Linked DNA regions of Mus musculus: regions 2, 3, 4, 5, 6 and 7 are each linked to region 1. Evidence: chromatin contacts called from public ChIA-PET, HiChIP or PLAC-seq and Micro-C data. All regions are on one chromosome and are shown on one strand. The core of a region is the stretch at or near the end of the contact, and the rest is flanking DNA. Distances in the headings are between cores, read along the strand shown.

Region 1 (2,880 bases), core at 216-2,715:
CATTCTTTCTCTATTCATATGATGTTAGCTTTAGGATTTTGTGGGCATACTTTATGAAGATGAAGCAGCCACCCTGTAGCCTTTGTTGGAGCATATGTGTTCTTTTATTTTAAATGAATATTGAATTTTGTCAAATGCTTTCCCTGAACCAAGCAATCTGATCACACATAATTATTTTGGTTAGTTTGTTTTTTATATCAGTTGATTTTAGGATGACATCCCATTGCTTGTGGTGCACCACTCATTTCATGTGTTGCTGGATTCAATTTGCTGAGATACTGATATATGGAGGTCTTACATTTTTGTACTGTCTTTGACAGTTATGGCAGCATAACATGCGATAGTAAGCATTATCGCTTCTGTTTTCTGGAGGAGACTGTACATATTTAGTATCATATATTTATGTATAAAGTAAAATTCTTCAGTAAAACATACGTGCTTGGGAAATTTCTCTTTTGGGGTTGAGTGATTTTTGAATTACACTGGAGGGGAGTAGGGAAATGAGATAATGATCAGGATTCAAAAGAAATGAGGAGAGGTTTCCCCTTCCCGTATTCAATGTACTGTAAGGATACAGGACTTTCTAGAAATCCAGAAATGCGGGGGAGGTTTTGTGTTAACTACATGGAAAGTGGTCCAAACCCAACCCAGAACTCCTCATTGTCTTGGGGATCCTCTCCCTATCAGCACTTTCCTGGCTTCTGCGCACTGCACTCTTCCACCTCAGAGGCTCTTGGAGCTGAAGAGCTTTCCAGGAGGTGACTATAAAGTCGGCAGCTGTGGAAATGAGGCAGGGTGATCTGCACTGGAGATATATGGTGGTGCCAGGTCTGTGGCCACCTCAGCTCTTAGCACTACAAAAGCTCAGAACTGCTAGGTCGTGAATTGGTTGCCCCCACAGGGCTCAAGCTGATGACAGGTCCTTCTCTCAGAAACCTAGGCAGGGAGAATGTGACGCCCCTAGAACTCAGATGGGGAATGGACTCTCTCCTCAGCGACCAGAAGGGCGGGGAGCGGATCCTCCCTACAGAACTCAAACAGAAAGTGGGTCTACGTTTGGGCGTGGAGCAGGGAGACAGCACAGATTCTGGGGAGCGAGAGGATTCACCCCACAGAACACCTGGGAGTGGGGGGTCACACTTTTGTCACACAACTCAAGCATCTGCGAGAACCCGAGCTCAAAGCTGGGAGCCTCAAGGCCCAGGCAGGACTTCTAGCCCTTTGCCACTTTCATACTATAACTTGTCTAGGATCTAGGCGCGCTCCTCGCCCAAACAATCTAAGCTCAAGCAACTAGAGCGTCGACAAGCCTAAGCTCCGCCCCTTCCCTCTGGCCCCGCCCCGTCCCAGTTCCGGAATATTTTCTTTTTTCGACAGGCGCCGCGAACACTCAGTGGTGACGTCATGGCAGCGCGCCGCGGACGAGCTAGGACCCCGTCGCGTTCATGTCCCTCTGGTCCTTGAGCCGGCGCAGACGGCGAAGTCATGGCCTTGAGGTTGCTGAGACTCGTCCCGGCGTCGGCTCCCGCGCGCGGCCTCGCGGCCGGAGCCCAGCGCGTGGTGAGCGGCGGGTGGCTCTCCTTGCTTGGATCTCGGCCTGTCGGCTCCGAGCCCTGACGCTCCGGCGGCGTCTGTCAGACCCGTGAGCCGCGAGCTCCTGAGGCCTCCGCTCACAGCACCGGTGCAGCGGGACTCACTTTCCCGGCTGCATACGGAGAGCCGAGATGCCGGAGCTCCGGAGCCTGGGCCCGCATGCTCATCGGTTCAGAAACTGCTTTGTGGAACGCCTTGTAGACTCTGGGGTGACGTGATGTGGAGCAGCAACAGAGATTTGGGGTAGATTGGGGAGGATTAGGACCTTTTAGGGTGCATGCAGAATAATGGGTGACAGTAGGTGCTTAGGGGACCGTGGCTGGAAACAGGACACGTCTTATGACGGCATCATAACTTCTTTGCTTTATAGTAGCTAGAACTACATAGGTGGTAAATCGGAAAGGGGTTGACAGTCATGCTAAGGATTTTTATTTTGAACAGGAGTGATCTGTGTGTGAAAGAGGTATAGATGTGAACCAGAGAGAGACGAGGTGTGTGTGAATGTGAGCCTGGATCGGCACTGTCAGCCTAAGCCCCACTATGAATTAGCACTGTCAGCTTAAGCCTATTAGGATCGCAGTGGAGCACAGCAGCAAGAGCACAGAGCATATTCACAATCCACTCTTGACCTTGACCCTCAGAGACCACACTCCTTCCCCTGTATCTTCACATCACCCTCTTCAGTGAAGTCGTTTCATATATTCACATGTCGGAAGTTCAGTCACACCCCGTTCCACCCTAAGCTTTTCATGCATTGAGTTCATTCTTTATGCTGTGAAGTTTTATTGTTTTGCACAATGAGCAATATTATATTTTGGACTTTACAATACACACAGAGTAGTTCACAGCCCTAAAAAAAAAAAAATCTATTGTCCTTAATATTCATTTATTTCCCACCCTGTCAACTCCTGACAGCCACTGTGCTTTTGATGATTTTTGTCATTTTGCCTATGCTAGACTCGTGTAATCAGTCACACATATTACCTGACACAGTGCTTTCTTTTTTTACATAGACTTTGACAGTTACACTTAGAATTTATTTGTGGGGCTGCACAGCTGTTAAGAGTACTTGTTTCTCTTTTAACACACACACACACACACACACACACACACGTACACAATCTAGACAATATTTCTTAAGCCAGATGTTGTGGTGCACACCTTTAATCCCAACATGAGACAGGCAGATCTATGAATTCTCGGACAGCCTGGTATACAGGGAGTTCCAGACCAGCCAGGGCTACATAGCAAGACTCTTGTCTCAAATCCAGCCCCCAAAAACAGCAG
Region 2 (2,880 bases), core at 224-2,723, 510 kb after region 1:
GTCCTTGTTCCTGCACTGTCCATAATGGCTTAGTGCATTTAGCTGCAGGCCAGGAGTGGGCGAGTTTACTCAGATCCATGCTAGGAACTCCAGCCAGATATGTAAACACAACCAGCCTCCCCTAACCCCTAGATCTGCCAGCCCTCAACAGAAGAGGTTCTGTTCTGTAATAGGAACACTGTCAGGTACAAACAAGCTCCCCTACCCACAAGATGTATGGGCAGCATGGTGTCTGGACTGTGCAAGGCTGTGCCAACTCCTCAGGGGCCCACTCCCACCTCCTGTGGCTGCCTACCCATAAAACGCTGCTTCCTTTCAGACTCTGGCAGAGCCACTCTCCTTGCCCTTGCTGCCTGGTGGTAGAGTCTTGCAGCAGAGCCTGTGGGACTCTAAGAACCAGTCTTGTCCTAGGGTCCACAGCATGCTTTTCAGACTGGGCACTCACAGAGCCAGTGCTACCCTGATCTTCTGACCCTGTCCTTCTCCCCACAGGCTCGCTGACCTCAGTGTTCGTCAGGCTTCCTTGTGGTGGTGTTGGGGTAAGCATTTCTTTAATGTGTAAATAATGTCCTGTTTGTTCTCAGGGCCTCAGTGGTCACAGAAATCATTGCCTTGCTCTCTCGAGTGGGTAATGGCTGCCAGGTGTTTTCCATAAACAGTACTATGGGGTGGGCGGGGCCATCTGGGGCTTCAAAGGGACTGAGAGCGTTTTTGGTTTTTTTTGGTTTTTTTGTTTTTTTTGTTTTTTTTGTTTTTTTTTCACGGAACTCAGGCACCTTTCTTTGGGGAAGGTTGTCTAACAATGCATCTTACTAGGCCACAGCTCTTACGCACCTCATGTGTACACTGTGCCTCATGGCGTACGTTCACAGCAGTGCTACATGCTTGTCCATACAGGCCACAGAGGCCTCTTAGGGAATTGTGGACTTTTCTTGCCACGCTCTAGTTTGTACTCCAGATAGTTTTCTGTGCAGTGACCAGAGCATCCATGGGTCAGATGACATTTGTAAGACATTCTCTGGTTTATGGTGGCCTTGCATTTCTATAACCAGGTGATACGAGTAGCTAGTCACTTGGAGAACAGACTCAGACACACAAATGACAAAAAACTAGGCAGCCGTCAAGATATCTACTCCACCTGTGTAGACAGCCTTAGCTTGTGCTGCCAAATTGGCCTCAGGAGGCAGAGGTTCTGCAGTACTCTTGTCCCCTGGGATAAGAGAGTGGGACCAAGCCTCCTGTCTGATCTTCTGACCTTCAGAGTCACAACAGCGCCTGGTGTGTTGGGCCAACACATGGCCAAACTTGTCCTAGCAAAACCTGTGCTGTGTTTGATCACAGATTGTGAGGTGAAGCTGAGGTCTGGATTCTGTTATGGAAATGAAACAAAATTGTTTTCTTCCTGAGTCTTTACAGAAATCGCTGCTTTGAAAATTGCCCCGTCAGAAAGAGAATGATGGCATCTATTCATACTACCACCAAGCTCTCCTGGAGTTATTTTGTTTTGTATTGTAAATAGGCTGCAATCTCTTAATTCAGGGCAAATTTTTGGCCCAACTTGAAAAGATTTGGATTTGCACTGCCCTGCAGCCAGAGGGTCCTGTGCGAGGCAGCATTTATAATTTGCAAATGAAAACTAAATGCAAGCTCAGACCTAGGGGTCAAACCCAGGCAGACTCCTGCACAACTAACCCCAGATCTGAGGTCCAACCGGCATGCCAAATGAATGCAGGCGTACTGAACAGATGTGAGGGGAGCCCATGGGGCCCAGCCTGCAGAAGGGAGGCCCAGAGGCAGCAAGGCAGCCCAGAAGCTCTGACTTAGTGTCTCTTTGGGTCTCTGCTACAGCCATGGACTCAGTTTTCCTCCCAAGATTTCCAGGGCTCGCTCCCCCTCCACCCACTGAGGTGTCAGAAAGAGCAGTGCAGATGCTATGGGAAATCTGAGACCTGTGTGGGATGAGGAGTGGGGACCTAAGGGCAGGCCCCTCTGTACCTGGAAGCAGCTTCCCATTGCCAGTTCTGTCATATGGTAGTTCTTTTAGAATGTAAAAAACCAATCCTTATTCGCTCTGTTAAGTAAAAGTTTGAAATACTTTTGATCTTTTTTTTCCAAACCAAATAAAAACTCTTCTGTTTTGTTCACCTCATTATTGTGAACTTGAGACTAGTAAAGGCCTGTGTCTTTGACTTCCTGCTCCTGCCCTGCCCTGCCTGGAAATGTAGGCTGGCTTCTGCTGGCTTCTACCTCCTCCGACTGCAACTTGAGCCCCTCATTCCCAGGGCTCACCCAGATTTGCCACATGCTCCGTTGTCAGTATTCAGCTTCATTTCCCAGATATTTCTGTCTGTACTTCCTATAAAGCACTTTCCTCTTGCTCCCGTTAGCATCACCACCCTAACGGAAGCAGCTGGTAGACATAACTGGGGACAAAATAGCAGAAAGTCTTGCCATGATAGCAGCCTGGAATCCTGGGGTTTATTCCTTCCTCTCTGCAGAAAGGAGCTTGGTCAGGTTACAGACACTGACCTGTGATGCCCAGAGAGTAGTCTACAGAGAGTCCTGGAAGAACTGGCACATGTCATGTGTAGTCCCTTCCCCATGTCTTAGACATGCTCTTTAATAAAGTCAAGCTCAAGCTGGAGAGATGACTCCATCCTTAAAGGCTAGGCTCACAACCAAAAACATAAGAGTTAAGTTCCCAGAACCCATGGCTGTCTCTCCAGCCACCAAAAAAGTACAAAGAAAAAAATAAAATAAAGCTAGGCTTTTTCTTCACACATGGGAAGGAAATGATCACTGAGCTTATAGCCTCCAGCCTGGCCTGGACACTGCTGGGCTGCCTAGGACACTGCTGCCCCCTGGGGGTCACAAGGCAGC
Region 3 (2,880 bases), core at 133-2,632, 490 kb after region 1:
GCTGCTCATGTGTTAGCTATTCATGGTAGTGTCCCTGGGGAACCCCAGCAGTGTCCCAAAAGCCTGAAGTGCTGGTAGTTAACACACCTCTTATTACAAACTGCACATGCTCACACTCCTGCAGAGTATGCAATGTCTGACCACTGGCCCAGGCTCACTGAGGAACCCCAACACTCCCAGGAAGCTCCTGCACTAATTTTATACCAAGCTGTAACCTAATCCTAACCCTAGCTCTGCCACCAATAGTAACCCTAAGCCTAACCTCTGCTCCAACCCCAAGAAGAACACTAACTCTAGTGACAAACCTACCCTAAATGTACCTCTAACACTGACCTTAGAAGTAACACCAGTAATGACAGAATAATAACCTCTAATAAACAGAAATAACGGCTAGCATGATTATCAGGGCAGTCCCTGACCTCTGTGTGTTGATATGTACAAGTCCCTGTGTTCTTTTAGCTATGACTTGCAGCAAGGTGGAAGCCACATACTCTGCTGCCATCAGACTGCTTAAATGACCCTGTGGCTGACTTCATGTGCTTGGGAGCCATTTTCTTAGGGCTGTTTCTTCCCACTGCATTCAGAGTGGAGCCTCACAGTCAAGAGCAACACAGCTTTTAAGGCTTCCAAACACAGACTGCGAAATCAATCTGCAAAAAAGGACAGCAGTTTATAATCCCATGACCACTTGGTTCAGCTTTTCTGAGCTTTTACAAAATCTGTCAGTTTGATGACTTGGTAAATATGTTTTTCAGTCACTGATAAAAGTTGAGCATTTTTTCATTTCCCTTAAAATGGGTGCTTTTGTCATTGTCTTTATTGAGTTCTGCTCTCATGTTAATTGGTCTATGATTGACAAGTTCTTTATATTCCAGTCTTTGTTTTTCCTGCGCATTGCAGATTCCTGTCATCATCTACCTTTATAAGAACAGGGTTTTTCCTCCTCACCATTAACTTTCTCCTTGCTTTCTGCTTTTGATGTCATTCTTGAAAAACTTCTAACTACAAAAATATTTTAAGATGTGTTGTTCTAAATATCCTACCCATAGCTTTATGGTAAGTAGGCAGATTGAATAAAAACAAACAAGGTAGCAGGAGCCCATTAAGAGGGGAAAACTCAGGAATGGGAGCCCTGATTCAGTTCCGGTGGCATGCTGTGGTCTTCCCTGCACTGGAGGCCACAGTCTGCACAGTTTGTTTTGCACCAGGCAACCACACATCAGCACCTCATGCTGTAAGTGCCCTTGCAGCCCTGGGTATGCTGCTTGTATTGGAATGTCTGTAGTAGACTCTGACGGTCACAATGTCTTCTGTCTACAGACGAGCTTGGCACACAGACTTGTGACTCGAGAAGGCTCAGTCGCCCCACTTCCTCTCTACACGTCACCATCCTTACCCAACATCACCTTGGGACTTCCTGCCACTGGCCCTGCCGCTGTAAGTTGGCCTCTGTGGGTCTGTGTGGCATGGGGTGGTTGTCTACTCCAGTTCCCACAGCCTGAGTTTACTGGTTCTGCCTTTCAGGGTGCGGCAGGTCAGCAGGATGCTGAGAGGCTTGCTCTCCCAGCTCTCCAGCAGCGGATCTTGTTCCCTGGGACCCACCTCACCCCGTACCTGAGCACCTCGCCCCTGGAGAGGGACGGTGCAGCAGCTCACAACCCCCTCCTGCAGCACATGGTCCTGCTGGAGCAGCCACCCACCCAGACACCCCTTGTCACAGGTAAGAACCACAAGGAGATCTCTGTGGCGTTAGCAGTTTCCTTGGCCTCCTGTAGCTTTTAAAGAAGGCTGGAAAGAACAACTGAGCCCATACAACAGTAGAAACTCTATGGTTCTCTGTAATGTGATAGCTACCTTAACTGTGGCAAAAAACTGTGTCCTGCTTAGAAAAATGACCAAGGAGTACCAGTCAGTGCCAGTGGCCCTCTGTTTAGCCTCCTGCTCTCCCACTGATTGGTTTCCCTACAGCTCGAGGAAGCAAGTGCATGAAGTGCAGAAGTGACCGTTGATTTCTCAGCTTGAGGATGATTGCATTTAGAAAAATACAAGTTTGAGACAAAGTAAACTCGTGACATTTACCCAGTTACCACACTTTGGAGGGACTGTTTCAGAAATGATGGCATGTGGAATGTTTCTCATGAGACACACAACCCTCCCTATTGGTGACTTGGCCCAGTTCTCTACATCATCCTTAGGTCAGTGGGTGACTTCTTCACACCTGTTGCTTCACTCAGAATCACAGCCAGAGCAATCCTAGAACTGGCGTTGTCCATGTTCCAGTGTTCCCCTGGGCCAGCCTCTGGTTGGTGTGTTAGAGTTCCCACCTACTGGGGTGAGTTGGTCTGTAGGGCTTGGTATTGGTTTCCTGTCTTGTGCTTTTTGTCCCTAGTATGCCCTTGGCTCTCCCAAGTCAGTGATCTGGACAGGAACAGCACTTGGTCTGCTGGGACACCCTCCTCCAGCTCTGAGAGCAGTGTCTCAGTGACCATGGACCGCTCCCTACACTCAGGCCCCTTCCTGTCTGTTCTCTTGGAAGCCAGGGACCATGGGCTTCATCTTCCCATCTATGAGTGAGATGCTAGCACAGAGTGACAAAGTGAAAAGACTCAGTTCCCGTAGGCAGCGTCTGACACCCAGCAGCCCAGTCGGTGCTGATCTCCAGGTTGAGGTTTTTCCTTTGGGGTTAGCTGGGTTTTGGTTTTGGTTTGTCTCTTTATTGTATTTATTTGAACCTCTGTTGCTGTTTTGATATTAAATCTTGCTGGCCTCAAACTCGGACTCTCCTGCCTCAGTCTTCTAAGTGCTGGGATGTCAGGGCTGTGTTTGTGACTCTCCCCCAGCACTCTATCCAGTCTTCCCAGCACCCCTTCTGATGCAGCT
Region 4 (2,880 bases), core at 123-2,622, 440 kb after region 1:
TCTTTAAGAAGAGAGGATTTCGTTTTCTTCTCCTGGAGCCCTAGGTCAAAAGCACCAACAGCTTCTGTTGGGAACTTGTGGCATTTCCAGTGATTTCGATACAGAAATAGCACAAGTCATTCTTGTCATAACTGCCAATGCCATGCTCTCATGAGTGAATGGGGACCATGGCCTCAATCTCTGCAGCTGGCACTTGAGCAGGGCTACAGCCAGACTCCTGATGATGACTGTGGGAATGAGCAGGCCATGTTCTCAGGAGCCCATGACCAAGTCTCCTTGACTGTGTGGGTTCCAGGCCTCATTTTGTGTCTGCCAAGGTGGCCTTACTTGAGAGGAAGCAACAGCAGTGACAAGGTATGGATGTGAGTCACAGGTAACAGAGGGCCTTTGGTCTTCTGCTGTCTTCCACCTTCTGTAGCCAAGAGTGGACTTCTGATTGGTACTTCAGGATAAAGGCCGAGGCAGGCTTTCTGTCCTTCCCAACACTTATTGTGGCAAGGAAGTGCTTCTTGGAGCTCACTGGCAGGCAGACTTTATTGAGGGACCAGTGCTGGGACCTAGCACTGCCCTCTGCTCTCATGTAGAACAGTTGAGCCCAGGCCCACTGTGGACTTGAAGAGGGGTCTCAGTGAACTGTCACATGGGTCTTATTTGCTCTGTGGTGCTCGTGCTCTGGGAGTGATGCCTCTCTTCTTCAATCCTCCAGTGTAGGTACCCTCTGGAGAGCTGTAGTCCACACAGAGCCCAGAACAAACCCTGTCCTTGGCTGCTTCTTCAGCTGTTGGGCTCCTAGAAGTTAGGAAGTGGAGACTGGAAGCATGGGCACTGCCTGAGGGAAGAGTGGGCAGCAGTCTTAGGTGACACTCACTCACTTTTCAGTCCAGCTCACAAGTTTAGGGTACCTTAAAGTACCCAAGGTTACAGCTTCTTTTAAAGCTTTAAAAAGAATGCCTTAGGCATGAAAACATTAGTAAACTGAGCATACGGAATGAAGATGCAGCAGAACTCAACACAGGTAATAGCTCTGCCTCCCCCTGTCATCAGCTTTAGTTTGTTAAGATAAAGCTCTGTTCAGTGCATGGCAAGTACCTTCAGAGTGCCCCCCTGCTGTTCTTTATCAAAGTGTGCCCCATCAGTCACACATGTTGGCTCTTGTTCAGAGACCCCAATGACCCTTTTACTTTCCTTGGTAGGGGACTGGCCAGCTTGACCTGGAGGTCAGGAGCTATAGTGCTGGATTTGCAATGGGAAGTCTCAGTGCTGTACAGTTGGCTTCTGACTGAAAAGAGTTTCAGTTGTTACAACACTCACTTTAGTATCCTTTGGACCAAGCGTGATTGTGGTTTTCTTGTAACAGGCTCTAAGAAACAGGGAAGTGCTACTATGGAAACTGTTCCAGCTGGCTATATCTCTGCCCTATAACTGAGGAGGAGCAGCTGAGCAGCTTAGTCTTTCCACCGCTGGAGCTATACTGCCGGATTTGCAATGGGAAGTCCATCCCACCCCCCAGCTGCCCTCTGTACATCCTGCCCTGCCAGTCCCTAAGCATTCAGTACCCCCAGCTGTGCCTGTAGAGGCCAGAGGAAGGCATCGGATTTGGATTTCTTGAAGCTAGAAGTTATTGGCAGTTGTGAGCTGTTTACCGTGGGTGCTGTGAACTGAACTCTAGTCCTTAAGCAGCAAGTGCACTTAAACTCTGAGCCATTTCTCTAGCTCCAGTATCTATAAGTTTAATTTTTTTTCAAATCATATTTTTAATGATGGTTCTTAAATGCTTTAACCTCCCTTGTAACCCACCACTCACCATAGAAAGTGGAAAAGAAAAGATAAGGGGTAGGGAAGTGGACCTCTTTAAAAAGGTTCTTTGGAGCAACTCCTGTCTGTGTTGTCTGGAAATTGGCAGTTCGGTTCACAGGTTAGCAGGCAGTGGCAGCTCAATCCACTCTCACTTCAGATACACCAGTAATCCAGTTCGGTAGGTAGCAACACTGGTAACAGGACCTAGCAGACACAGCCAGGCCTTAGCCTGGGCTCGAGTCAGCAGAAGTGACTAGATGGAACAGCAGGAGAAGTTCTTGGCTGTGCCTCTCTCAGAGAAGGGAAGACACGAGACCCGCAAGCATTGCACAGCCGTACTAGCAAGCCCAGCCTGTCTCCATCACTCCATCGAGTACTAATTATACCCTCCAAACATCACATGTCTACCTTGTGCCTTGCTTCAGCATGTGCGTCTGTCTCAGCTGATATTACTCTGCCAATCAGCCTGAGTCCCTGGAAGTGGCAAGAAACTGCAGTACACCACCAGAAGATTTTTTTTTACTGTGATTCTCTCTATGGAGTCCTGACAAATGCAGCTCAACTATGCAATGTAAGATGGACCAATACATGCATGTTGTTAAAAAAGAATCCTTCGTCATGTGTGCTTTTGAGTACTTGCTTTAGCAGAACATCCTCTCCAGTATCTGCTTCAGTGAAATGTTCTTTCATGAGTCTGCCTTAGTCTTTCACCTGTGTCCACTTCAGGAAAACACTCCTTCATGTGTTTGCCCAGCAAAACACCATCCAGAACAACTGACTCTCCGTGAACCCTTAAGTTTCCACTTCAACTATCCCTGTGACCAGTATATGGGTTCACTGGCAGGGATGATTGGCCTGTCGTGTTCTTGAAGTTAACTCAGATGATCCTTTTAAAGGTTGTATACTTGATGTTGAAAGAGCTGCTAGGCATTCCTAATGGTATCCTCCTGTGAAAATTAGAGATGGGCAGATGGCATGCTCTTGTGGCCAGCATCTTTGATACAGCCTTGTTAATATGTAGATCATAAGTCATGTCAGCAAAATTATAGGAGTCACACCTGCCTCCTCTCCCAGGGTGAGGTA
Region 5 (2,880 bases), core at 181-2,680, 410 kb after region 1:
TTTGCACCTGTTTAGGGCAGTTGGAACTTTTGCTGTTGAAGGATGTGGGCAAGAGGACCTGGAACTGACCCATGGTCTGCAGAGCAAATGAAACCAAAGCACACTGTGGACTCTTAGGGATTGTGAGATTTGAACCCTTAAACAAATCCTAAGCACTGTGGTTTTCTTCAGAGTGCTGAATGGGTTTCCAAGTCAGCAGAATTTTCTCTTGGACTTGCCATCACCAGACCTCTGCCTCCACACCTCTGGAAGTGTATGACCTGGCCAAGCTGCATACAGGCTGGTAGTCCTAATAGTTCTAATAGATAGTCCTAATAGACTGCCTTTCAACGTAGGCCCCAGAGAGTACCCTTCTAGCTTCTTGATGACTGCGGGTGTCAACCCTTGGGCTCTGTAAGAGCTCCCCAACCTCTTTCCCATGCCCACTTTACTAGTTAGTACTGTGGTCCTAGTTTATTTCCTTCTCAGCATTGGAAATGAACCTTTAAGTCTTCCTGAGCCCCATGATCCTCATCATGGCTCTGGGACCCACAGCCATGCTCCTGTCCCACTGTGCTCTTCCAGACATACAGTGCTGCCTGTGCTCCATCCTCAGCCTGTGCTTCCCTGCTCCTGTAGAGCTCTTTCTTTCTACACACCCAAAGTGTGCTTTACACAGCCCTTTCTTCATGTCCTTAAGATACCTGCTCAGAGGCCATCACCATTGTCTCTCATACCACACAGTCCATTTACTAGACCTTTTGGCTGTTGGGAGTTTGGGGTGCCAGGACTCGGTATTGGCCAGAATGTATCCTTCAGACCCTCCAGCTGCTCAGCAACTAGCCAGGAGGACACACTGTCAGTGCGTTTCTGGCAGAGTGATGCCATGCACCCTGTGCTCAGTGCCCTGTGTGCAGATCAGTAAGCTAAATGCTGCATGGGAAGTTGGTTTACTACCTGGTCAGCACCAACTTGGGACAAGGACAGTAACTGTCCTTTCCCTTCCTCTTCCCACCCTGAGGACTAAGCTCAGGTGAAGGAAGCACTTAGACAATACCTAACTGGTCAAACAGGAGCCTGACTTGTGAGACTCCTAATTTAGGACGTAGGCTCAGTGCTAGGAAGATTCTCTAACACCAGTCTAGAAAAAGAAAATGTCTTTTTCATGAATTAAAGCAAATATTAATTCTACAAAATTCCAGAAGAGAAAGTCTTTGAGCCCACACTGCCCTTGTGGTGGAGGGGAGAGTGATCTTGGAGCCTATACTGGTCAGTCCACCCCTTCGGCACTTGGCTGCCATGCCCTCTATGCTATCCTCGCTCCTGGCATCCAAGGCACCAGGCTTCTCAAACACGTATCATCAAGACACCAAGAGCACCACAGGGCAGGCAGAGTCACAGAGAGGGTGGCTAACAGGCTCAGCACTGTTTAGCCACAGGGTGAGCCGACGCTGACTCTGATGGCTGCTTAGGGCTTATTGTTGTGGATTAGTGACTCATTCCTTTGAGCTGATTGTTAACGTCTACCTGTTCCCCAGCTTCCTGTCACTTAACCACAGACACCTTTAGCTGATTTGTGATGTTCAACAGTGTGGACAGTGTTTGGAGGCAGGCTCATCCATAAAGTAGGTTTGGTTGCTGACTCACCCTTTTCAGGGAGTCGGATGCTTTGGCATTTGTGGGGTGGAGCACCTTAGGGAGGAGCTAGCCTAGACTCTGACTGAACTCAGATCATGGTCTTCCCTACAATATAAGTCAACCTAACTCCCCATATCAGCCAGTCTTGATCAGATCAACAGACAAGGGAGTCCAGCTGGAAGGTGGTTCTGCAGGACTGATGTAGCTGGGCAGGTCTGACCCCAAACCTCATAGGCCACAAGGCCCCAGGTTATGGCCTTTCCCTTCTCCTCAAGTCCTCTGTGAGTTGGCTACCACAACTTCTGCTTCTACAGATAGACAGCTGATGTCTGGAGTAGGTAAGGTTAGTTCATTCCCAGTGGGCATCAGAGCTGGGGCTGCATCTTTGCTTGAGATAATTGTCCCTGTACCATGTCCTTTGCCTGACTGAAGGTGCCTATATTGAGAGCTGCTGCTTGTAGTTCAAGAGCCTGTGGGTACTGCTGCACTACCCTTTGTAGTCGTCATCCATTACTTGTTACATGGGCTCTGGGGGAACATGCATATCTTATTTCCAAGGTTATTTTCTCCTCCTCTACTTTGAGTAAAACTGTCCTGAAACAATGCACCCAGTTACTCCCCATCCCCCAGGGATGAAGATGTTCTGGAGCAGAGAGATGAGTGCTGTTTGCAGACCTGTCTAGGTCATCATCCTATCTGTGTGCCCATTTATAAATGTCTGATGGATCATGTTGTTCTCTGAGGCGGACCTGTCCCTGAGAGCCAATGTATAGCACCTTCCACAAGACACCTGCCCCTGGTCAGGAGACACTACAACGTGGCTAAGGCGACCATCCAGACAAAGATGTTTCTTCTGTGTATTCCTTTGCATCCTTGCTGTCACACACCTGCTGGCTCACTCAGTGCTTGTTGAGCCTCTGACACACCCAGCTATGTGTACTGTGCCAGGACCCCCTATGGCTAAGCTAGGCCTGCTCTTCCCTTGGACAGTGCCTGCCTGTGGGTGTGCTGTCTTCCACACATGTTCCTCTGTGAACATGCTGTGTGTTTCTTGTTTCTAGAGCTTCTTGGCTATGTGCATACTGCCACTTTCTACATTTATATCTTCCTAGGGAAGATGTTCTAGTGGTAGACAGTTTGGGGTTCTTTGTGGCTCAGGCCTGACCCTTCCCTTTGTTTAGGCCTCTGTGTGATGTCTGAGTGTTTGGGCAGAGACCGTGTTTTTGTGCTTTGCCCTAGTTGATCTGACTGACCATGTTCTAA
Region 6 (2,880 bases), core at 113-2,612, 370 kb after region 1:
TCTAGTGTCGGCCACAGGGCACCTGCAAAAGCTCTATACTGTGAGCCCAGATGCAGGAGCTTTTTTACCTGTGGCACATGTTCTGTCTGGAGCCTGAAGAAAGGTTGCTGAGGTGATGACCTCTGAGGGGTTGCAAAGACTTTGTAAGGAAATCCCCATAGTACACTTAGTCTTTGTCAAGTGATGGTGGTACTTGTGACAACTAGGATTGCTGGGACTCTAGAAGGTTACAGGGTAAGTAAAACTTGTCCCAAGTCTTCCTGGAGATGCAAAGGTTCCAGTGTGTAGCGGGGTTGGTCTCTGCCTGTGTTTTAGCCCCTGTGATGCCCAGAGGTCTGACCTCCTCGGATAAGCCGTGGCTTGTCAAAGGGGTCTGGCCCAGTCAGATGTGAAGCCTAGATTCAATCTGTCTCTTCTCTGGAGAGACCCAAATGTTTCTGTCTTGTTCCTGAACGTTTCATGAGTAGGCTTGCTTGGGGGATGGGGTGGGGTAACTCTGTCTCAGTCCCTAACATCTCTGTTGTGTGAAACACATTTTTTCCATCATGATTGCAACAGGGAAAAGAATACACCAGTGACTGATTTCAGGTAGGATGCTACCTTGAACTTAGTGTCCATGTCCCACAGCATGGCCTTGTGTGCCTGAGACCTTGGTGGTGTGTGCCTCTGTGGCAGTGTGATCTGACGGGACTGAGGGCTTGCAGCATGGCCTCGCCTTGATCAGTTTGAGGAACACCACTGGCCTCTGTGTCTAGAAGCTTTGATGTTACTTCTAGGTCCCTGTTTCCTTTTTGTGTTTGTGGTTTTCTGTGTGTTCCTACCCTGTGCTTGGTAGGGCTGTGCAAGGGAGGTTGATGGTGTGGGTTTCTGGGAAGTCTTGGGAACGTTTTAAGCTAGGATAGTAATTTAGTGATGGATTGATCTTTGACACTTGGGGTGCTGCTAGTGTGGCCAACACTCATACTACTTTGTTAGCAGTGAACAGAGCTAAGGGGGCCTACCTATCACATGGTAATGTAGTCTCCTTGTGTTTACCCAGCAAAACCAGTTTTCTTAAGGACAACTTAGCTCAGCAAGGTTTCACAGTGCCTTAGAACACATGGTACCTGAGCTAGAGTCTAGACTTGAACTGTTCACTCTCCCTCTGTCTCAGTGACATAATACAGAGATTAAGGTTATGTTTGCAGGTAGTTTAGTGGCATATTACTGCCACACAAGCAAGGTGGGCTCTTTTCAACAGGGAATCTACTTTGGGGGACCTATTTCACATAGTGATTGTGGTGGCATCTGGACAGGCTGCAGACACTCCTGGTCTTGTGCCTGGTGCTCATGGGAGATGTTGGGTCTTGAGTGTACCTCATTGTCTCTTTCTGGTTTCTGATTCCATCAGAGCTGCATAGAACAGCCCAGTGGGACTAGAGGGTGACTACTGCACTTGTCTTGTGACCCTCCATGTGACCCTGACTGATGCCAAGAAAGGACATAGGCCAGCCCTTATTGGCATAAAGTGTCATTCCTGTTGTTCTTTATATAAAAATTAACATGAATGGGGATTGTATTATTTTCTCCTATAAGCAGGGAACATCTTTTGGAAGCCATTTCCATGTCTGTTGATGTTTTTGGCAGAAATAGTGAAATAATGAATGTCAAGGAATTAGAGACAATAGTTCTAAGATTGTGTGCCTCAGATAGGCCTAGTGAATGAGTGTGATCACCAACCCAGTGCTGAGCAAATTAACCTGCTACCCAGGTTTCCTGGGCCATGTCTTAGGCCTCTCAGGCACTGGCATCAGAGCCTAGAATGGAGAACAAGCAGCACCCTGTCCATCCCTATCCCTAAGCACCTTTGGGCCTTAGTTCAGTGATTTATCTTCAAGGGAAATGAGCGGAAGTGATAATAAGATGAATGTGTAGTCCTTAACAAGCAGAAAACAAAAACAGTGCAGATTCTTTTAAATGCCAGCCAGCCTTGTGACCCTGATCTAAAGTGGCCCTGAAACAGGAAATGTTTATGGGGTGACCTTTAAAATCAAGCATTGGCATGCAGCTAGCTGTCAGCATCTAAGAAAAGGGAGACCAACTCCTGAAGACAGGCAAAGCAGAGACTCGGGGCTTGGGGCACTGAACTCTGGGGCTGTTAGCAGCACATACTGCCTTGATACTGAAGTGAATGTGTGCATGCTTGCACGTTTTGGTGTTGGGGAAAATTCCACTTTTTGTTAGTATAGGTCCTGCTGCTGGTCTGTTTGCATAGACTCTGGAGGTCAGTTTGTCTCTTGATTGGAGACATTGGATCTCTGAGGCTCAGTGTTCCTCATCCATAAAATGGGATGCCTGTCTCTTGGGCTCTTCTGGTGCTTACTAGACTATCACAGTTAGCCTTCCTGCTTGTTGACCACAGTTGTCATCTCTTACCTTGGTGGAGACACTTTTATTTCAGAAGCAAAGTGAAGTTTGGACACAAACAGGACAGAAATGCTTGGAGAGGCAGGGGCTGGGTAACAAATACTGAATTGATAGTGAGCTGGTACAGAGCCCATGACCATAAATAGTCATCCTTGTTTACAAAGCAGGATGTACCATTTTACAAAGAATAGAAACCTGTGAAGAAAGTTGATGTGGTACATACCTGTGGTACTAATAGATAGATTGTGACTTCGATTAGGTAGCATGGCCCTGTCTCCTCTCACATTTATCCTTCCTCCCCTTGCCCCTGAAATGGCTGGAGATGCCTCTCAATGGTGGCATGCTTGCTCTTTAGCCTCAAAGCCTTGGCTTCCACCCCCAGAACCAGAGTAAAACAAAGCCCAAGCAACTATGAAGGTATAGAAAGAAACCCTTTGCTTCCTTCACCAAGGCCCTGGCTTAGTTTTCTGTCCA
Region 7 (2,880 bases), core at 275-2,774, 360 kb before region 1:
TCTGGGCAATACTCTTACTTTCCTCATTCAGAGTGCCTACGACACCAGTTGAGTTTGGTCTCTAGTCTGCAAGCCCCCTCAGTTTCAGAAGAATCCCACAGCAGGAATTCCCTGCTCACCAAGGCCCTGGTGTTACACTTATCCAGGAAAGCTCCCCACACATTTAAGAGCAAAGCCTGGGGCTTGGGAGGTCCTTGGGACATTGCATAGGCACTCCAAGCTCATAAAGATTCGGTTCCCAGAGCTCCTGAGGCAGCAGGGAAGGGAAGGGAGGGGAAGGGCTGCTCTCAGCAGCTGCAGGGCCGAGGCCGCCGCCAGGAGGGCCGCTCTTCTTACAAAGAGATGACAAGGCCCCTGGGCGGGATCCAAGACGCCGACCACCTGCAGCTGGGCTCGCAGCTCCAGGCGGCCCGGAGCGCCCGGTCAGACCACGAGTGTGCTAGGATAGGGGCGCTGGCGGGCACAAGTTCCTAGGTAGGAATCCCCTCGAGCCCTGGGGTCCCCTGAATCGCGCAGCGGGCTCACATTTCCTTAGAACCCAGGCTTGAAGTGTAGGATCTCCCCCATAAATCCCACCTAGGCGGCTCCTGCTGTGGATCCGCGTAAATTCCTAAGCAGAACCCTTGACGCCTCTGGGAGAGATCCGCATAGAGAAGTTCCTAGCCCACTGCAACCGGGATATGCGACCCAATAGACCGTCCCAGAGCTACCGCTTGCTTCGCCGCAAGGGCGGCAGGCACGCTGTCCCGGAGCTGGGATTGCTGCCCCGCCAGCACAGTGGGCCAAGCCGGGGACCAAAGACGCCCAGCAACAACCCTAACCCAAAGGGAGCGCAGATTGCTATGGGGAAGGGACTCTAGAGCGTAGTGGCTGGGAACTGGGCAGCAACAGAGCGGATCGGAGCTCGGGGGCGAGGGCCGTGGGGTATAGACCAGTTGAGGAGCAGGAGGCCACTCCAAGTCCAGGCGGCGGGTTCTGGCGCCCGGGGCTAGCTGCGGCGCGGGTAGGGGCCCAGATCAGACCTCCCGAGTGCTAGGGTCCGGTGCCCCCGGACGCAGCGCCCTTACTCACCCGAGATCTCTGCCTGAGGCACATCGCTCAGGCTAAAGCCCTTAGCCCCGTAGATCTGGCGGACTTCGCTGCAGCTCCGGCTCTTGCTGGCGGGGTCCCCGCGGGCGCAGACGACCAGCGCGGCGGCCGCGCACAGCAGCCACCAGCCTCGGGTCCGGAGTTCCATGGCGGGGCCCGAGGCTCCCTGGCCGCCGGTGCGCGCCTCCCTCGGTCCCGGCCGGCCCGCTCAGCCCAGTGTGCGCGAAGGGCAGAGCCAAGGTCCCAGCGCGCGACGCTCGTGGTCCAGAGGCGGTGGCAGTCGAGGAGGCGGAGACAACAAAAGCCGGCTGCGGCTGCGGCGCGGGGAGCTAGGCGCGAGGCGCGAGGTCCGGCCGCTCAGTCGGGCCGCCTAGAGCGCGGCGGGCGAACGCGCAGCCCCGGCTCGGCGCCTCCCCCGCCGCCCGCCCGGCCCCACGGCGGCCGCGGAGAGGGGCAGGGAGGGGCGGGGAGCGCGGGCGGGAAGAGGGGAGCGCCCGGGCGGGGCGGGGCGGGGCGAGGCGGGGCACGATCGGGGCGCACCGGGCGCCCCTTCGCTCTCCGGAGGGAGAGGAGGGAATGTTCTCTCAGCCCAGGCGATGTGCTCCGTTGCCTGGGTGAGATGGGAGGCGGCGGGGAGAGCCTGGAGTGCAAAGGCCGAGTCCGGGGTCCCCTAAGGTGTCCCCCCCAGCCCAGCACCCAGGGCGGCGGCACCACCTGTGGGGGCGGGGGCAGGGCGGGGGGGGGGGGCAGCTGAGGCAGGGCTTCCCTCGCCGGACGTGACATCACGTCCTCCGCTGGCCAATCAGGAGCTTCCCCGCCCCCAGCCGAATTCGGCATCTCTTTGCTCCTTTCCATCCTTCACCTTACCGGCTTGCTCTCTTAGCGCTTCTACTACTCAGTCCTGGTCCGGTCACTTCCCTACTCACCTGCTGCCCCCCACCCCCCAGCAACAACTCCTACATCCATACGCCCTTTCTAGCCGCCCCTGAGCGGCTCCAGTTCTCGTCTGACGTGTTTTGGAGGAGGATGAGGGGGCTGAAAACTGGCCAAAAAAAAAAAAAAAAAAACTAGCCTTCATCAGCTCAGATGACTTCAGTTGATGCAGATTGCCAGCGACTGTTACGGTCCCTCTTCGTGACTATTTAGGTGCTAGAGCAATGGGGCAGAGGCAGGTCTGTAGGCTTGGGTGCAGCGTGGTAGGTGACCTCTGGCAAAAGGAATAGAGCGAGGAGTTAATGTTGGGCAGCTCAACTCCAGGCCAGGTGTGGCAGACCACCAACTGTCACGCAGCTGCAGGGATGATTGTGGGGAGAAGGGACCCTACCTGGGACCTACCTGGGAGCTGGTGATGGTGCTGGGTCTGGAGTTTCTTGCTTAGCTGCTGCCGGGCAGCACTATCCCTCCTGCTGTTCCCTTTATCCTATGAAGAGGCCATCATAGCTGAGGTTAGACTGAATCTAGATACCTAATCTGGGAATGGGAAGAAAGCGAGATGTGGTTTATGGTTGAGAGTCATAGATTACCACTATGTGTCAATAGAGTGCAGCGCTCTTGGATTCAGCTGAATCAGGGCTTTGCAGGTTTGTGGCAAAACCCCCAATCACCCATGCCTCAGGATGTCCTCCCGTCAGGGGTTCTGTCCACCTTAGGGGGTGGGTTTCCTGTCCTAACTCCTAGGAAAGTGATCCAATTAATCTCTGCAGTCATTGCTTGAGAGTAACAATGGAAAACCAATCTATCGGAGCAGATATCCTCACATCCCTCTACTGTAACACTGCTCCTGACTCACGG

What was found. A called contact is a pair of places that touch in the nucleus more often than the background predicts. ChIA-PET counts read pairs in DNA pulled down with a chosen protein or histone mark. HiChIP or PLAC-seq counts read pairs in DNA pulled down with a chosen protein or histone mark.
Region 2: an H3K4me3 HiChIP or PLAC-seq map of embryonic stem cells shows a contact between it and region 1, with 15 times the contacts expected there. The contact joins the enhancer-like site here to the promoter of Ndufa10 in region 1. A contact is called at or near these places in 26 of 39 promoter capture datasets (the 3T3-L1 cell line, 3T3-L1-derived adipocytes, the C10 cell line and 17 more), 3 of 15 datasets of contacts at CTCF or cohesin (embryonic stem cells, large pre-B cells and pro-B cells), 9 of 484 Hi-C or Micro-C datasets (ECoMG-derived neutrophils, the G1E-ER4 cell line, the MC3T3-E1 cell line and 6 more), 39 of 115 datasets of contacts at active chromatin or transcription factors (the HPC-7 cell line, the NIH/3T3 cell line, the SCID.adh cell line and 27 more) and 5 of 9 other capture datasets (adipose tissue, embryonic stem cells, liver and 2 more).
Region 3: a contact with region 1 is called in an RNA polymerase II ChIA-PET map of memory CD8 T cells, with 39 read pairs. The contact joins the enhancer-like site here to the promoter of Ndufa10 in region 1. A contact is called at or near these places in 19 of 39 promoter capture datasets (the 3T3-L1 cell line, 3T3-L1-derived adipocytes, the HPC-7 cell line and 12 more), 1 of 15 datasets of contacts at CTCF or cohesin (large pre-B cells), 2 of 484 Hi-C or Micro-C datasets (bone marrow-derived macrophages and stem cell-derived primordial germ cell-like cells), 23 of 115 datasets of contacts at active chromatin or transcription factors (the NIH/3T3 cell line, SST interneurons, bone marrow-derived macrophages and 15 more) and 4 of 9 other capture datasets (adipose tissue, embryonic stem cells, liver and 1 more).
Region 4: a contact with region 1 is called in an H3K4me3 HiChIP or PLAC-seq map of bone marrow-derived macrophages, with 3 times the contacts expected there. The contact joins the enhancer-like site here to the promoter of Ndufa10 in region 1. A contact is called at or near these places in 8 of 39 promoter capture datasets (the 3T3-L1 cell line, the C10 cell line, HPC-7-derived erythroid cells and 5 more), 9 of 115 datasets of contacts at active chromatin or transcription factors (bone marrow-derived macrophages, embryonic forebrain, embryonic stem cells and 3 more) and 2 of 9 other capture datasets (adipose tissue and liver).
Region 5: a contact with region 1 is called in an RNA polymerase II ChIA-PET map of memory CD8 T cells, with 167 read pairs. The contact joins the enhancer-like site here to the promoter of Ndufa10 in region 1. A contact is called at or near these places in 9 of 39 promoter capture datasets (3T3-L1-derived adipocytes, HPC-7-derived erythroid cells, cranial neural crest and 6 more), 5 of 484 Hi-C or Micro-C datasets (CD4 T cells, CD8 T cells and natural killer cells), 14 of 115 datasets of contacts at active chromatin or transcription factors (astrocytes, bone marrow-derived macrophages, effector CD8 T cells and 7 more) and 4 of 9 other capture datasets (adipose tissue, embryonic stem cells, liver and 1 more).
Region 6: a contact with region 1 is called in an H3K27ac HiChIP or PLAC-seq map of regulatory T cell precursor, with 4 times the contacts expected there. The contact joins the enhancer-like site here to the promoter of Ndufa10 in region 1. A contact is called at or near these places in 12 of 39 promoter capture datasets (the 3T3-L1 cell line, 3T3-L1-derived adipocytes, the SN4741 cell line and 7 more), 6 of 115 datasets of contacts at active chromatin or transcription factors (bone marrow-derived macrophages, effector CD8 T cells, embryonic fibroblasts and 3 more) and 3 of 9 other capture datasets (adipose tissue, embryonic stem cells and liver).
Region 7: a Micro-C map of embryonic stem cells shows a contact between it and region 1, with 5 times the contacts expected there. The contact joins the promoter of Gpc1 here to the promoter of Ndufa10 in region 1. A contact is called at or near these places in 11 of 39 promoter capture datasets (the 3T3-L1 cell line, cranial neural crest, embryonic stem cells and 6 more), 9 of 484 Hi-C or Micro-C datasets (CD4 T cells, CD8 T cells, cerebral cortex and 5 more), 9 of 115 datasets of contacts at active chromatin or transcription factors (SST interneurons, effector CD8 T cells, embryonic brain and 6 more) and 2 of 9 other capture datasets (adipose tissue and liver).

The regions. Positions count from the first base shown.
Region 1 is chr1:92,472,343-92,475,222 of GRCm38.p6, reverse strand. Ndufa10 (NADH:ubiquinone oxidoreductase subunit A10) reads left to right here and starts at 1,465. Exons shown (of 10, transcript NM_024197.1): 1 at 1,465-1,560. The coding sequence starts at 1,486.
Region 2 is chr1:91,962,439-91,965,318 of GRCm38.p6, reverse strand. It overlaps Hdac4 (histone deacetylase 4), which reads left to right. Exons shown (of 27, transcript NM_207225.2): 17 at 493-539. Among named protein-coding and RNA genes, the nearest start is that of Gm46242, 84 kb to the right of the region's middle. RefSeq lists an enhancer at 1-2,391. Within about 2 kb of position 1,473, at least 23 of the 459 cell types and tissues checked have an H3K27ac peak or open chromatin away from gene starts, as enhancers often do. A contact at or near this core is called in embryonic stem cells, neural stem cells, second pharyngeal arch cranial neural crest and 1 more, where this site is marked.
Region 3 is chr1:91,983,218-91,986,097 of GRCm38.p6, reverse strand. It overlaps Hdac4 (histone deacetylase 4), which reads left to right. Exons shown (of 27, transcript NM_207225.2): 10 at 1,321-1,437; 11 at 1,525-1,720. Among named protein-coding and RNA genes, the nearest start is that of Gm46242, 100 kb to the right of the region's middle. Within about 2 kb of position 1,382, at least 54 of the 459 cell types and tissues checked have an H3K27ac peak or open chromatin away from gene starts, as enhancers often do. A contact at or near this core is called in effector CD8 T cells, hematopoietic stem and progenitor cells, memory CD8 T cells and 3 more, where this site is marked.
Region 4 is chr1:92,032,948-92,035,827 of GRCm38.p6, reverse strand. All of the region lies in intron 3 of Hdac4 (histone deacetylase 4), which reads left to right. Among named protein-coding and RNA genes, the nearest start is that of Hdac4, 150 kb to the left of the region's middle. Within about 2 kb of position 1,372, at least 37 of the 459 cell types and tissues checked have an H3K27ac peak or open chromatin away from gene starts, as enhancers often do. A contact at or near this core is called in bone marrow-derived macrophages and hematopoietic stem and progenitor cells, where this site is marked.
Region 5 is chr1:92,063,146-92,066,025 of GRCm38.p6, reverse strand. The region is part of intron 2 of Hdac4 (histone deacetylase 4); the gene reads left to right. Among named protein-coding and RNA genes, the nearest start is that of Hdac4, 120 kb to the left of the region's middle. Within about 2 kb of position 1,430, at least 64 of the 459 cell types and tissues checked have an H3K27ac peak or open chromatin away from gene starts, as enhancers often do. A contact at or near this core is called in CD8 T cells, effector CD8 T cells, memory CD8 T cells and 3 more, where this site is marked.
Region 6 is chr1:92,102,728-92,105,607 of GRCm38.p6, reverse strand. The region is part of intron 2 of Hdac4 (histone deacetylase 4); the gene reads left to right. Among named protein-coding and RNA genes, the nearest start is that of Hdac4, 76 kb to the left of the region's middle. Within about 2 kb of position 1,362, at least 31 of the 459 cell types and tissues checked have an H3K27ac peak or open chromatin away from gene starts, as enhancers often do. A contact at or near this core is called in bone marrow-derived macrophages, memory CD8 T cells and regulatory T cell precursor, where this site is marked.
Region 7 is chr1:92,830,289-92,833,168 of GRCm38.p6, reverse strand. It overlaps Gpc1 (glypican 1), which reads right to left and starts at 1,524. Exons shown (of 9, transcript NM_016696.5): 1 at 1,072-1,524. The coding sequence starts at 1,237. It overlaps Gm29481 (a long non-coding RNA gene), which reads left to right. Exons shown (of 3, transcript XR_003947946.1): 1 at 1-474.